Linked DNA regions of Gossypium arboreum: region 1 is linked to region 2. The links are chromatin contacts, called in public Hi-C maps. All regions are on one chromosome and are shown on one strand. Each heading gives the region's core, a stretch centred on a gene start, on an enhancer-like site or on the middle of the called end of the contact. The rest is flanking DNA. Distances are from core to core; before and after follow the strand shown.

Evidence for each region. Hi-C and Micro-C count contacts between places; a contact is called where the count stands out from the background.
Region 1: a Hi-C map of leaf shows a contact between it and region 2, with 4 times the contacts expected there. The contact joins the promoter of LOC108467091 here to the promoter of LOC108465367 in region 2. A contact is called at or near these places in 2 of 5 Hi-C or Micro-C datasets (both in leaf).

The regions. Positions count from the first base shown.
Region 1 is chr3:62,261,986-62,268,564 of ASM2569848v2, reverse strand. LOC108467091 (probable boron transporter 2) reads left to right here and starts at 1,451. Exons shown (of 11, transcript XM_017767593.2): 1 at 1,451-3,026; 2 at 3,185-3,267; 3 at 3,351-3,543; 4 at 3,634-3,772; 5 at 3,971-4,136; 6 at 4,335-4,501; 7 at 4,628-4,801; 8 at 5,383-5,520; 9 at 5,601-5,920; 10 at 6,235-6,505. The coding sequence starts at 2,923.
Region 2 is chr3:61,443,621-61,450,306 of ASM2569848v2, reverse strand. LOC108465367 (E3 ubiquitin-protein ligase SIS3) reads right to left here and starts at 1,401. Exons shown (of 10, transcript XM_017765701.2): 1 at 990-1,401; 2 at 863-901; 3 at 568-634; 4 at 375-448; 5 at 1-60. The coding sequence starts at 1,018.

The sequences.
Region 1 (6,579 bases), core at 202-2,701, 820 kb before region 2:
AACCTCGAGCTTCGATTCTATGGGAACAATCCAAACCAATTCTTATTATAATTTCGTTCGCATTCAAACCACTAACTCGAGTCTCAAGGAATGCCACAACATCAACCTCAAAATCAGCAAAGGATTGATTGTGGTCATCTTGGTCACCCAAAAAATATTTTTTAAAAGTATTGATTGTGGTAAAAAAATTAAGGATTAAAGTGAAAAATAGTAGAAACTAAAATAATATCAAAAAATTGTCAAATTGTATTGTTTATCTCATTCTCAAAATTCTAAATTTCTTTTTCTTTTAATAATGAAATTTTAAAATTTAAAACATAAAAACAAATTGATTAAATTGTTGAACATTTTTATCCATTGATATGTCAACCATTTTGTTATTATAAAAAATTGCAGTATCTTTTCCTTTTCTAGATTAGCATGAAAGATTCAAAATTATGTAATCAAAAGAAAATTTAAGTTTTGTAGACGCTATCTTAATTTTAATATCATTGTAACAATTCGGTTGACATTACCAATAGATAAATTTTTTTCAATAATTTATTCATTTTATTTTGATGTTTTGAAATTTAAATTTTCAATATTAAAAAAAGAATTTAGAATTTTGGGAATGAGATAAACAAGTACAATTTCACAATTTTGTGTATTATTTTAATCTCTACTACTTTTGACTTTAATCCTTGATTTTTTACCCCAATCAATATTTTAAAAAGTATTTTTCAATAATCAAAATGAAAGCAACCAAAAAGTTGGTTGGCCAAAATAAAAGTGTAAACATGACGTGACATGTACAATTACGTGTCGTTAGAAATTCAATACTTGGGTGACTAAAATAAAAGCATTCTAAAAGTTAGGTAACCAAATTGTAAGAATTTCATTTTGGGTAAGCAAAATGGGAACGCCTTAAAAGTTGGGTGACCAACTAAGTAATTTACCTTTTTTTTTAATTACCCTTCTATATTAAGGATAATGTTAATCTCAACTGAACTAAGACTCAATCGATATGTTGAATGTTAATGTTAATATCTTGTCTATTATGGACACCCAAACCTAACATTTATACTCAAATAATAATATCTGCGAAACAACTCAGCCCTTAATTAAGAGATAAAAGAATATTAGTGCGCTCGAACCTATAATCTCATAAATTAACAATAATGCTGATGTCAATCGAGTTAAGAGTTGTAATAATTTTTTTTTAATATCTGAAAACAGATTTTAAGGTTTTTTAGAATATAGAAACATATAAACTTAACTTTTAATCGAAAAAATTAAGAAAATAATTATTGAAAAGATATAAAGCAGGCATGAAATTAGGTTTGAACATAGGTAATGAATGTTGATTTTTGTAATACAACCGTTAAATGTAAGGACAAGCACTTGCTCAACTTTAGGACTAGATTCCAAAAATGTCAACACCATGCTTAAGTTATCAATTCAGAAGATAAGCCTAAGCCGCATTTATGATTTGCCTATTTTCGGTTACGTTTTCATTTTCTCAAATCACAACTTTTGCCTCCCAAAACTTACATTAAGCTTTATTAAATTAAGAATTCCAGTTTTGTCAGCAACCGTTAGCCCACACTACCTTTCGCCATCTTTATTTTTCATTGCTGAAAGGAAATGTTTTTTTTATGCTTACTCACCGCACACTATCTCGTTTAACGCCAAAAATCTTCTTGTTCATTGCCTGAATTTGTTTACCAAAATCTTCATCTCAATCTCTGGTTTTCCACTTTCCTCTCCTTTCCATTGCCTACTTCTGCCTTTACTTGTCTTCTTAGCTTCTCCTCCTTTTATTCACACATATTTCTCTACCCCTTCTCCTTCCCTTTACTCCTCTTAAGCTTTCTCACTGCAACCTGTTACTCTCATTCTTCTCCTCGTCTGTTTCTTTTTTTGTTACTGTTTTGCGTTCTTCCTTGAGAAAAGGGTCTCTTTCTTATAATGTAATCTTGATCAAATTGTCTTTTTTTGCTTCCTTTCTCTGTTTGATTAATGCTCATTTCTTTAAAATTGCTTTAAACTTGTGCTGGTATGTTTCCAGTTATGGATTCTCGTTAATATTGCTCCACTGCCACTTTTTTTTTTTTTTATCTTAAAGGTTTCTTCTTGGATTTTTATCAACGCCCATTTGCTTTAGATTGTAATAAACGATCTGAAATGGAATTTAGGATGATGGGTTTTCGTTAAGTTTCTGGTATTTTGCTTTTAAACTCTTTAAAACTTTTAACTTATGTGAGATTCCTGTTTGGCTTTTTTAGCATGTAAGATTGTAGCATGTAATTTGTCAAAGATCTAACTGCCTTTGTGCTTGTTGGTTTAATTTTGGCGGGATTTAGTTGATATCAAGAAAGCTTCTGTTTTGTAAAAAAAAAGGTAAATAGAGAAGGATTATGGATCTAAGTTTGGTTGAATTTGATTATTAATTTCGATCTGAAGATATGGATAGCATTTTTTGGTTCCGTTCCGTTAACTAAGACCTTTATTAAATTCACTTATGGAATTTGCTCGCTAGCACTTAGGCCCCTTGACTTTTTTTGCAGACAAACTGAATTTCAGGTGTTTTGATTCATATCTAATTTGATTCTTTTCATAGGAATATATTTAAATCATTCTTTACACATTCATTGAAATGTAAGTTTATTTTATTTTGAATATTTCATTACTGCCCTTATCAAGGGTCAATTTACACATAGGAAAAATGATGAACTCCCATCATTTTTCTCCTACAATGACCAGCCAAATGTTATCTTTCTACCCATAATTTCACCAACTTAATTATCTTACCTTATGCAACTTTAGTTTCCATACTGGCCTCTCGAGTCCTTCAATCTTTTTCAGTGTGTTGTGTCTTGTATTCTGTCTTTCATTGAGTTCTGTCAACTGAGAAGGTGAAAGAAAAGTCAACATTGAGGTACCATGGAAGAAACTTTTGTTCCATTCCGTGGAATCAAGAATGATCTGAAAGGAAGGCTTTTATGCTACAAGCAAGACTGGACTGGTGGCTTAAGTGCAGGTATCAGGTTTGTAACATCCATTGCCCAGCTCCACTTATGCAAAGGATACAATGAGCTCAACGAAGAGTTATCTGAAGCTTGTGAACATCACTATTAAAAAGGCTACTATAATTTCAAAGTAATGCTTTTTAAAGATATAACATATTTAGTTTTTGATTGTTTAGGATTCTTGCTCCAACGACATATATATTCTTCGCTTCGGCAATTCCAGTTATATCTTTCGGAGAGCAGTTGGAAAGGAATACAGGTGGGGACTAGACAATTATACATGTATAACATGTTCTGCTATGTTTTTCATGATTTCTCAGTGATACTTTCTTGTTGTTTTAGATGGAAGTTTGACTGCAGTACAAACTCTTGCATCGACAGCACTTTGTGGAATCATTCATTCACTTGTTGGAGGACAGCCCTTGCTCATACTTGGAGTTGCAGAGCCAACAGTATTGATGTATACGTTTATGTTCAACTTTGCAAAGGACCGAAAGGATTTGGGGCATAAACTCTTCTTAGCCTGGACTGGATGGTATTCTTTGATTCCAGCATACTTGAGTACTGAACCAGATAGGTTGTCTGATGGCACTGAGCTTTTTTCTTTACTTTGATGGACTATCAGGGTTTGTGTCTGGACGGCACTTTTGCTTTTCATACTGGCAATTTTAGGGGCATGTTCTATAATAAATCGTTTTACACGTGTTGCTGGTGAATTATTTGGTCTACTAATTGCGATGCTTTTCATGCAGCAAGCTATTCGGGTGAGTACCCTTATATAGTTAACATTATTAAATGAAATGATCTATTCTTATGATCAGGATAACTGAAATTTTTATGTACAGGCTTTTGTCACTTACTTTTTTCTAGTGTTATTTAAAATTAAAATGTACTGATACTTTTCTCATACATTCCCTCCCAAGAATTTGCTAAATTTGAACATAATGAATTGAATTCTACAGGGAATTGTGGAGGAGTTTGGCATTCCTCACAGAGAAAATCCTGAGCAAACAGCATTGCAGGCTTCTTGGCGATTTGGGAATGGAATGTTTGCACTGGTTCTGTCCTTTGGGCTCCTCCTTACTGCACTAAAGAGCCGTAAAGCAAGATCCTGGCGCTATGGAACTGGTATTGGAGTGTATTTCCAATTTATTAGAGTCTGTTACATTCGTTTTTTCCACTTTAAGAATAGTTCCGTAGCCCAATTACTGTCTAGATCTTTCTTTCATCATTAGGTTATCTCTTTGTTCAGTTCCCTGGTTAGAGAAAGCTCATACTTTTGTCTTCCTTACTTATTTCACTGACTTATGTATCTTATTTTGATAGGCTGGCTTCGAGGCTTTGTAGCAGATTATGGGGTGCCACTTATGGTGCTTTTGTGGACTGCTGTTTCCTACATACCCGTTAATGATGTTCCAAGAGGTATTCCAAGGCGTCTTTTCAGTCCAAACCCATGGTCTCCCGGTGCATATTCTAATTGGACTGTTATCAAGGTGAATCCTTTTTTGGTTTTCAAATCTTTAGCATCAGTTTACTGCCTTCCCTTCGTGGGAGCTAATTTTTGTTGAATTTCCTTCAAAACCTGCCAAGAGACTCATTTCTTTTTTGTGAGTATGCAGGAAATGGTGAATGTGCCCCCTCTTTACATAGTTGGAGCATTTATTCCAGCAACCATGATTGCCGTCCTTTACTATTTTGACCACAGTGTAGCATCTCAACTTGCTCAACAGAAAGAGTTCAATCTGAAAAAGCCACCTTCATACCATTATGACCTTCTTCTTTTGGGTTTTCTGGTGCGCCATTAACATGCTTAATTTTTTTTTAATGATGAACCTATTACATAACAAATGTTGTTCTTTTCTGCAGAAAGCTTTTATTTTATTTTTTTGTCTTAACTCTAAATATGATTTGACCAGGTTATATTATGTGGTCTTATTGGCATTCCACCATCTAATGGTGTTATTCCACAGTCCCCTATGCATACAAAAAGTTTAGCAACTCTTAAACATCAGGTATAGATGGTTTGCTAGTTGACAATATACAAATGTATTATGTGTCAGGCTCAAACATAATTTAACTGAAATTCCTGTCATTCTGTATGTGGTTACAAGAATTGGCCACCCAACTCTTCTTTGTCTTTCCTTGTTCATTGTATTGTTTTGTTAACGTTTCACAAAGTAATTTCTAAAATTAGATTTGTCTCCTGAGGGTATGACACAGAAGCTCGAACAATTTTCTTACATATTGGGAGCAAAATTTCCAGTTTCCTATGATATTTTGTTGTCTTCTAACTATATTTCTGATTATTAATGTAGACAGTTCTGCTTTCATATGTGAATCATTGTGATTGGTTCTTTTGTTTTATTGGTAACAGCTTTTGCATAATAAGCTTGTATCAACTGCCCGGAAAAGTATTAGTAAAAACTCAAGCCTGAGTCAACTATATCAAAGCATGCAAGAGGCATACAATGAGATGCAGACTCCACTTGTCTATCAGCTTCCATCCACTCTGGTAGATTAATTTGTATTCATAATTTTGATTTGCACCATCTATTATGGTCCCTTGCCGCCCTTACCTTTTAGTTAAAATAGGGACTGAAAGAACTGAAAGAATCCACTGTCCAACTGGCTTCAAGTACTAGTAACATTAATGCACCTGTTGACGAGACCATTTTTGACGTTGATAAGGAAATCGATGAGCTTTTACCTGTAGAAGTCAAAGAACAACGTTTCAGTAACTTGCTTCAGGCATTGATGGTTGGTGCGTGTGTTGCTGCTATGCCTCTACTTAAGAAGATCCCCACTTCGGTTCTTTGGGGTTATTTTGCTTTCATGGCCATCGAAAGCTTGCCAGGAAATCAATTTTGGGAGAGAATATTGTTGCTTTTCACTGCTCCAGGTCGGCGGTACAAGTATGTTTCTGTTTCTTCCCCTCTTTTAACTTCCTTTTGCTTTTGAGTACTAGCTGTTATAGTCTTTATGTAGCCAAAGTTAGCACGTGCTCCTCTTCCTAGTTCAGGGCCCTTGTATGTAGACAGTTGTATTCTAATGCTCATTTCGCATCATAGCTTGTCATAAAAACTGTCTTGTATGTAGACAGTCATTTCTCACATCAAGTAATGCTAATAAAAGATGAATAATCTTAGTAGTTCTGCTCTAATACTACGACTTGCTTTTATTCTTTGAAGATTAGATATCTGAATTCCTGCATGATCTGTTGTGTCAGGGTGTTGGAGGATTCTCATGCAACCTCTGTTGAGACTGTACCTTTCAAAACTATCGCCACCTTTACCTTGTTCCAGACAGTTTACTTGCTAGTATGCTTTGGCATAACATGGATCCCAATAGCTGGAGTCCTTTTCCCACTTTTGATCATGCTTCTTGTGCCAGTGCGCCAATATTTGCTCCCCAAGTTTTTCAAAAGTGCCCATCTTCAGGACCTTGATGCCGCAGAATATGAGGAAGCTCCAGCCATTGCCTACAACATGACATTTGAAGTATGCTTTCTAAACCTCACTTTTGCTCATCACGGATTTGTTCTTAGCTCAGGCTGCTATTAGTGTTTGATTCA
Region 2 (6,686 bases), core at 152-2,651:
ATTGAAAGGACCACTATTCTTCCACAAAATCGAGCATACCTCTGCTGCCACCCAAAATCCCTAGAAGTAAATCAAGTCAAGCATAAGATAAGTACCTGTAAAGTAAAATGTTAGCTACTAACAGAATACTACCTTTTACAGAAGAAAGAGTTGCAGGTAAATACAACTGAGAATCAAACAGGACAAAGGTAGAAATAGATTTTTTAACTGTAATGGCTAATTGGCATTCTAGTATCTAAGTTGAGCAGCACGACAGCACGAGCATGAAATTGAAAAGCAACGGTTCAGACTTCATGATGAAAAACTCTTAAGCCCATGTTCAAACTCCGTTGCTTAAACTACTTAATAGCTACAAGTAAAAGACAAGTACTTACAAACCCATTCCAGCGGCAAGTCCATTATCTACAAACATCAAAAGACGAAAAATGAAGACAGTAGTGTAGTCAACCTGAAACATTAAGTTTCGAATTCATAAGAAACTTTTCCTGCATCAGAAAAATTCAGAAGGAACCAACTTTTCAATTCATACAAAATTCCCAAAACCAAAACGAATAAAAGAACACTCACCACGATCCATATATGCAACGGGTATGCACAATGATGATAACGCTTCCAATTGATAGCAACAATGATTCTAAAGGAAAAGAATTGTTAAAAGAACAAACAAGTACTTCTCAAACAAACACAAAAGAAGATAACAAAAGATTCATTTCCCATCCCCTTTACTCCAATTTTCCCAACAATCAAACTTTACCAAAACAAAAATAACTTTAAAAAAAGAAATCCATAGATGTACAGAACTAGCAAGAAAATCCTAAACCCAAATTAAAAATAATGAAATATCAAAAGAGAAAAAGGATACACACTTGTAGCCAGCATAGACAAGAAGAACCCATCATACCTGCAAAAACCAAAAAACAAAAAGCAAATAATAAAATCCCAATTTTTATCTGCATAAATAAGAAAAATTAAAGAGATGAAAAACAAACCACTTGAAATCGACACCTCTGATTGCCATAGAGGAAAGAGTTTAAAGAAGTATAACAGAAAGAAAAAAAAAAAGAGAAAAGAAAAGAAGGGGGCGGGAGCTTTAGAGAGTGTAAGAACAGCAAAACCCAAGAGATCTGATATTCATTTGGAAGAAAAAAAGAGAAAAGGAAACAAAAAGAATGAAATTGAACAAGAATATATCCCTACTATGATTATCTTTGTTTATAGTTATTGATTCATTAAGCAGAAACTAATTTACGGGAATAATAAAGAAAAGAAAAAAAATAGGCACAGGTAAAGAGAGCGCAGTAGCATTTTGAGGACTTGTAAGTAAACGGAAGGGCAGACATTAATCAATCCGAGGTGGAAGGGAGGGCCTGGAATTTAATTAATTTTTAGTGATTAATTACACTTATAACAAATGTTTTTTTACAAAGTGTGGCTTTAAGAAAAAATACAAAAACAAAATTGATTTAGACGGTGGGGAGTTGATGACACGTGTGATAGTGTGGTTACGTGCTTGAATTGAATTAGGATCGGTTAGATTAGGTATGACATTTTTAGCACAAAGAATCCTCCTCCTTGCTATGCTTTTAATTAAAAATTCAATTGAAAAATAAAATCAAAATATAAAAGAGTTAAATCATATTTTAGGGCTGGAACTTCACAACTTTTCCTATATTAGGATTTGATTTTTTTTTTTAAGTTAGACTTTGAATTTTGTAATTATTCCTCCATTAAGGCCTAAATCTTTTTTTTTTCAAGTTAAGCCTTAAACTTTGGCAAATGTTCTCAAATTGAGATTTGAACTTCTTTTTATCTTTTTAACTATGTAGTCCTTGAAAACCCTAAAATTCAAGTCTTAATATAAGAATAATTACTAAGTTTAAGCCTTAATGTAAGAACAATTACTAAACTCAGGGTTTAACTTAGACCAAAAAAAAGTTTAAGCTCCAATGTGAGAATAATTATCAACTTTAAGACTTAACTTGGCCAAAAAAAAGTTCAAATCACAATGTGAAAAGAATTACTAAGTTTAAGCCCCAAATAGTAATTTAACCCAATATAAAACTACAGCATTGGGATTCTTTCAAAGAAGGAAAAGACTAACATAGAATCAGATTTTCTTATACAAGAGGAAGTTTTTAAGATTGAATCTAAAATTTAAGGGAAATGATTTTTGTACAAAAAAAATATATTGGATAGAACTACAAAACCCAATTTTTGGGTATTATTGTGACCAAAATATCCTTGATTAGAATTTAAACTTTAAATTGATAAAAGGGAAATGATTTTTGTATAGAAAAATATTTTTGTATAGAAAAATATTGTACAAAATATATAGAACTTGCATTTCGAGTATTATTATGATTAGAATACCCTTAATTAGGATTTAAATTTAAATTAATAAAATACATCTCTCATCAAGATAGGTAATCATTGGTCATGTTTTTACGTGAAAACGAAGCAAGTTCTCCCACTAATTTATTCTCTTTCAAAGTGCAAAACACTTTTTTGCAGTTTAACCCTTCTCAAAGCATATATCTTTAACTAAGAAAGAAATTTTTCCTTTCCCAATTTCTTACCTTCATCCCCTCATCTTTCTCATCCCTCGTCCCTTCATCTTTCTTTATTTTTAAGGGGAAATTTTTGAAGTATTATTTTCAAAAAAGCAAATCTTCATTTAACTTTTATTTTTTGGTCTCTTAAGGTGTATTCCAACAATGAACGATCAAAATCAAATGAAGATGTAACACACCTCACTTGACCCGATCTCCGTGTCTAAGCTTTGAGATGTCATATCTGTTGCCGGAGCAACTACTGACAAAAACATTAAAATAAATCATTATATGATAAATAAACTTTCCTAAGACTCAATCTAATGTACAAAAACTTGATTGTTAAATTGAACATGAAATAGGGTAAAATTGCAAAATTACAAAATTCTTGAATAGGTATCGATACCCCTGAAAAGAACTGATACCAAATTTAACTTTGATGTTTGAAACACTCATCCTTAAAACAAGTATCAATAATTAACTTATGGTACCAATACTCACTTACAAGTATCGATGTCATGTTCTAGTATTGATACTGTTTTACGATTCTGTTTCTTTTGAAAAAATAATTAGAGTGAAAAATTCACCGATACCTAGATGTGGAGTATCGATACTTTAGTCCACTATCGATATTGTTTTGGCATTTTGTTTGTTTCAAAAACTAAATGAAAAAAAGCTAAGTATCGATACCTTTATAATAGTATCGATACCTTAGTTCGAAAATGTAAAAAAAAAAATTCATTTTGGTGCCCATTTCATGCTTAACTTGAAAAATGTTCAAAAGGTGCCTTTAGCACATATTAAAACCTGCACAAGCACTTTAAAATGCATACCAATTCACCATTCAATTTTTTCCAAAATCAACTTATTAGCTCGATTAATCAAAACCAAAATTGCCAAGAGGAGGGGTGAATTGGCCTTTAAAAATTTTGGTGGAAGCAAGGAAAGAAAATGAATAATGAATACAAGTATTTAGAGTGGTTCGGCCCTAATAGCCTACTCCATTACCTTAGCTTTTCACAACTAAGGATTTTCCCAAATTCACTAATTTGTTCAACTTTTGAGGACAAAGATTAACCTTGTATACCTATTAAGATTTCTACCCAAAATTTTAAGATAAGCTCTCTCAAAGAATTACAAATAAGAAAACAAATAAATAACCCTAACAAGATCAGAATATTTTCCAGTTAAACACAAATAGACAATAATACACTTGAGCAAAAGAAAGACAATAAAACCTCACAAGTGCATACAAGAGAATTATGGAAGTATTGAGTACAAAGGTTGTTTGATTGATGATTTTTGCTTGAATATGCTTTCTTGTTGTTGTAAGATCTTTTGAAGTTGGTATTTATACCCTAATTGATTTTCAACCGTTGGGGTTGTTGTGGTAGTTAATAGAGCCGTTAGGGATGTGAAAATCAAAGCATTTAATACACTTGAAACAACAAGTATCGATACCAAACAAAAAGGTATTCGATATTTTTTTGTAAGAAATTCTAAATTCAATTACCGTTGGAGCTGAAATATCAAAACCATGCATATTTTGTCGACACCTTATAAAAAGGTATCGATATCGAATCGATACTTAGCTAAATTTGTGAAAGTCATAATGTCAATTTGGTATCGTTTCTTTCAAGGGGTATCAATAAATTTTTTTTTTTTGAAAAATACCAAACTAGACATTCATTATTCAAGAGAAAAACAAAAAGAAATAAAGTTCCAAAAAAAACTAGCCTAAACCAGAAATGAAACCAGCCTGAAATGAAAAAGAAACCGGCCCAAACCAGAATTGAAAACTGTCCTCTAGATAAAAAAAATACCATCCAAAAAGCTCTAAAAAAACCAAAAAATTAAAAAAAAAACCAAATGTTTAGTCAGATATGTAGCTGACAACCACCAAAATAATTAATTGTCCTTATCCCCTTCTTTTTGTCAGTTGTAGTTTCCTAAAGCAACATTTCTCTTAGATCAGTCGTTCTCTTTTGCCTTTTCCTCTCCCAAATCGGCCTTCACATGGGTCATCCTTAATTGGGTTCCCTTAGTTGTCTCTGTCCCATTTATTGTCTAACGAAGCTTGGAACTTCTCCTTTAAGGTAAGTTTCCTCCCCTTTCTTCATGCTTTCTGTTACAAGGACATGCATGAGATAATTTATTATTTTAAGGACATATTGAAAGTCTATCCATTGAAAATACCCCTTACATTATTAAATATCTCTTATAATAGCCCCGAAAATTGATTTTTCTAGAGTATTTGACAGACATTTATTTACTATTGTCATCTAATCACCCTTTATTGTCACCAATTCGAGCTTCAAATGAACCCCTAGTAATACTGCTTAAAGGCATGTATACGCCTCCCTTGCAGACGGTGTTGGGATCGTTCTATGTAAGGTCAGTTTCAAGGCTACGATCTCCCACGAGGCGTTTCTGGTCACAACCCTCGAACCAGATCTGGCTTGCTTGATGTCAAAGGCTGCATCAAAATTTATATTCACATTAGCTCCTAGTGAAGGTCTCCATTTTGCTTGAATCGGAGATCTGGTATGCTTCTATTCCTCCACCCCATCTGATGCGTGATGTTCTGTAACACCCCAAACCCAGCCTAGACGTTATGACCGAATCTGACGTGCCACATTGGAGTTGAAAACCCACGCCCGCTTTTAGTGTTTTAAAACCATATATTTTGTTGAGTTAACAAAGTGTATAGAAGCCGGGCACCGTGTAGGTATCCGAGACAGAGGAGGTGAGCCATGAAGGTCGCTAAGTACCAAGCTCTTTAATTGGATCCAATCCTAGACATGCCCACAACCATAGCCACACTTTGTTATATCGAGTTTAAATTTGTTTAAGTGGACGTCTTTGATAAATCGATTAATCGTGGTCTTGAGATATTTTGAAAACAAGTATCATTTTGAAAACACGCCCTAAGTCTAGCCCATTTGAATAATTATTAACCAATTTTAAAGTTATTAAAATTAAAATAATTCAAAAGAAATAAAAGGAAAGTTAAAATTGGCCTTATTACAACCCAAAATAAATAATAATTAAAGGAAATTAAATGAAAACCAACACTTATTTAAAAGCCCAAAGATGATCACCGTGGCCACTCAATCCTCTCCTACCAAGTCCCCACATCAAGGCTCACCGCAAGGTTAAGGAAAGGGGGTGAGTTTGGAAACTCAGTGTATCTGAAGCCCATCCAAAGCCCAATTCACTCGAGCCCATTGGGCCTAAGCCCTATTCAGATAATAGTACACGAGGTCAAGCCCTTTTCGTAATCACAAGAGCAAGGCCTTAGCCCTTTTACATAACAAGATGGCCCATAGGCCCAAGACAAGAACATGAATAACAACAATAATAATGAATGCAAGCCCATCCGGGAGACTACTCAACCCACCAACCGCTACACCGCCTGCATCACCCTACTACACACCTTGTGGGAATATCTCAACCCACCCAAATTTCACACACCACAGCTTGCAAAGAACGCCTCAAATTTCAATCGATTGAGGCAAAGCCTCCAAGACGTGGATGAACCACTTTCAAGATTTCCTCCATTAATACCCCAACCCCATGCAATGAGATATTAATAAAAGCATATCATGTAAAATACAACATTGATCAATCATGCGTTCACCAATTTAAACCCTTAGGGTATATCGGTAATTTTGCTCTTTAGGGTAATTTCGTGATCTACGCTACTACACAAGCTAAATCAAGAATTTTATCGGTTTATGCGCTTTGATTCCACCATCTACCTAACAGTGCTAATTTGCCTATCTCTTACCCATATTGGTCTCAGAAGCCCATTGGGCCCAATTTTGGCCCATCGAGCCCTTTTTTCAAATACGCCAAAACGTCACGCTGAACGTGCTTACCACCTTGCGGTGCGGATCTAACAATTACTCTATGCCTTGAGAGCATTCGATACTCACATGACCATGAAATGCCGGATTTCAAAGATTTCGCTTTTGCCGAATTGAACTAAGAAAGGGTGTTCTAGACACACCTGCTTTCATGACGATCGCTTCGAGATCCCTTACGATGTCCTACAATTATTCATCACCATTTTAGCATACAAGTTATGCTTAACAAACTCAAAATCCACCCTACCTTATTCGCCAAAGAACCCTT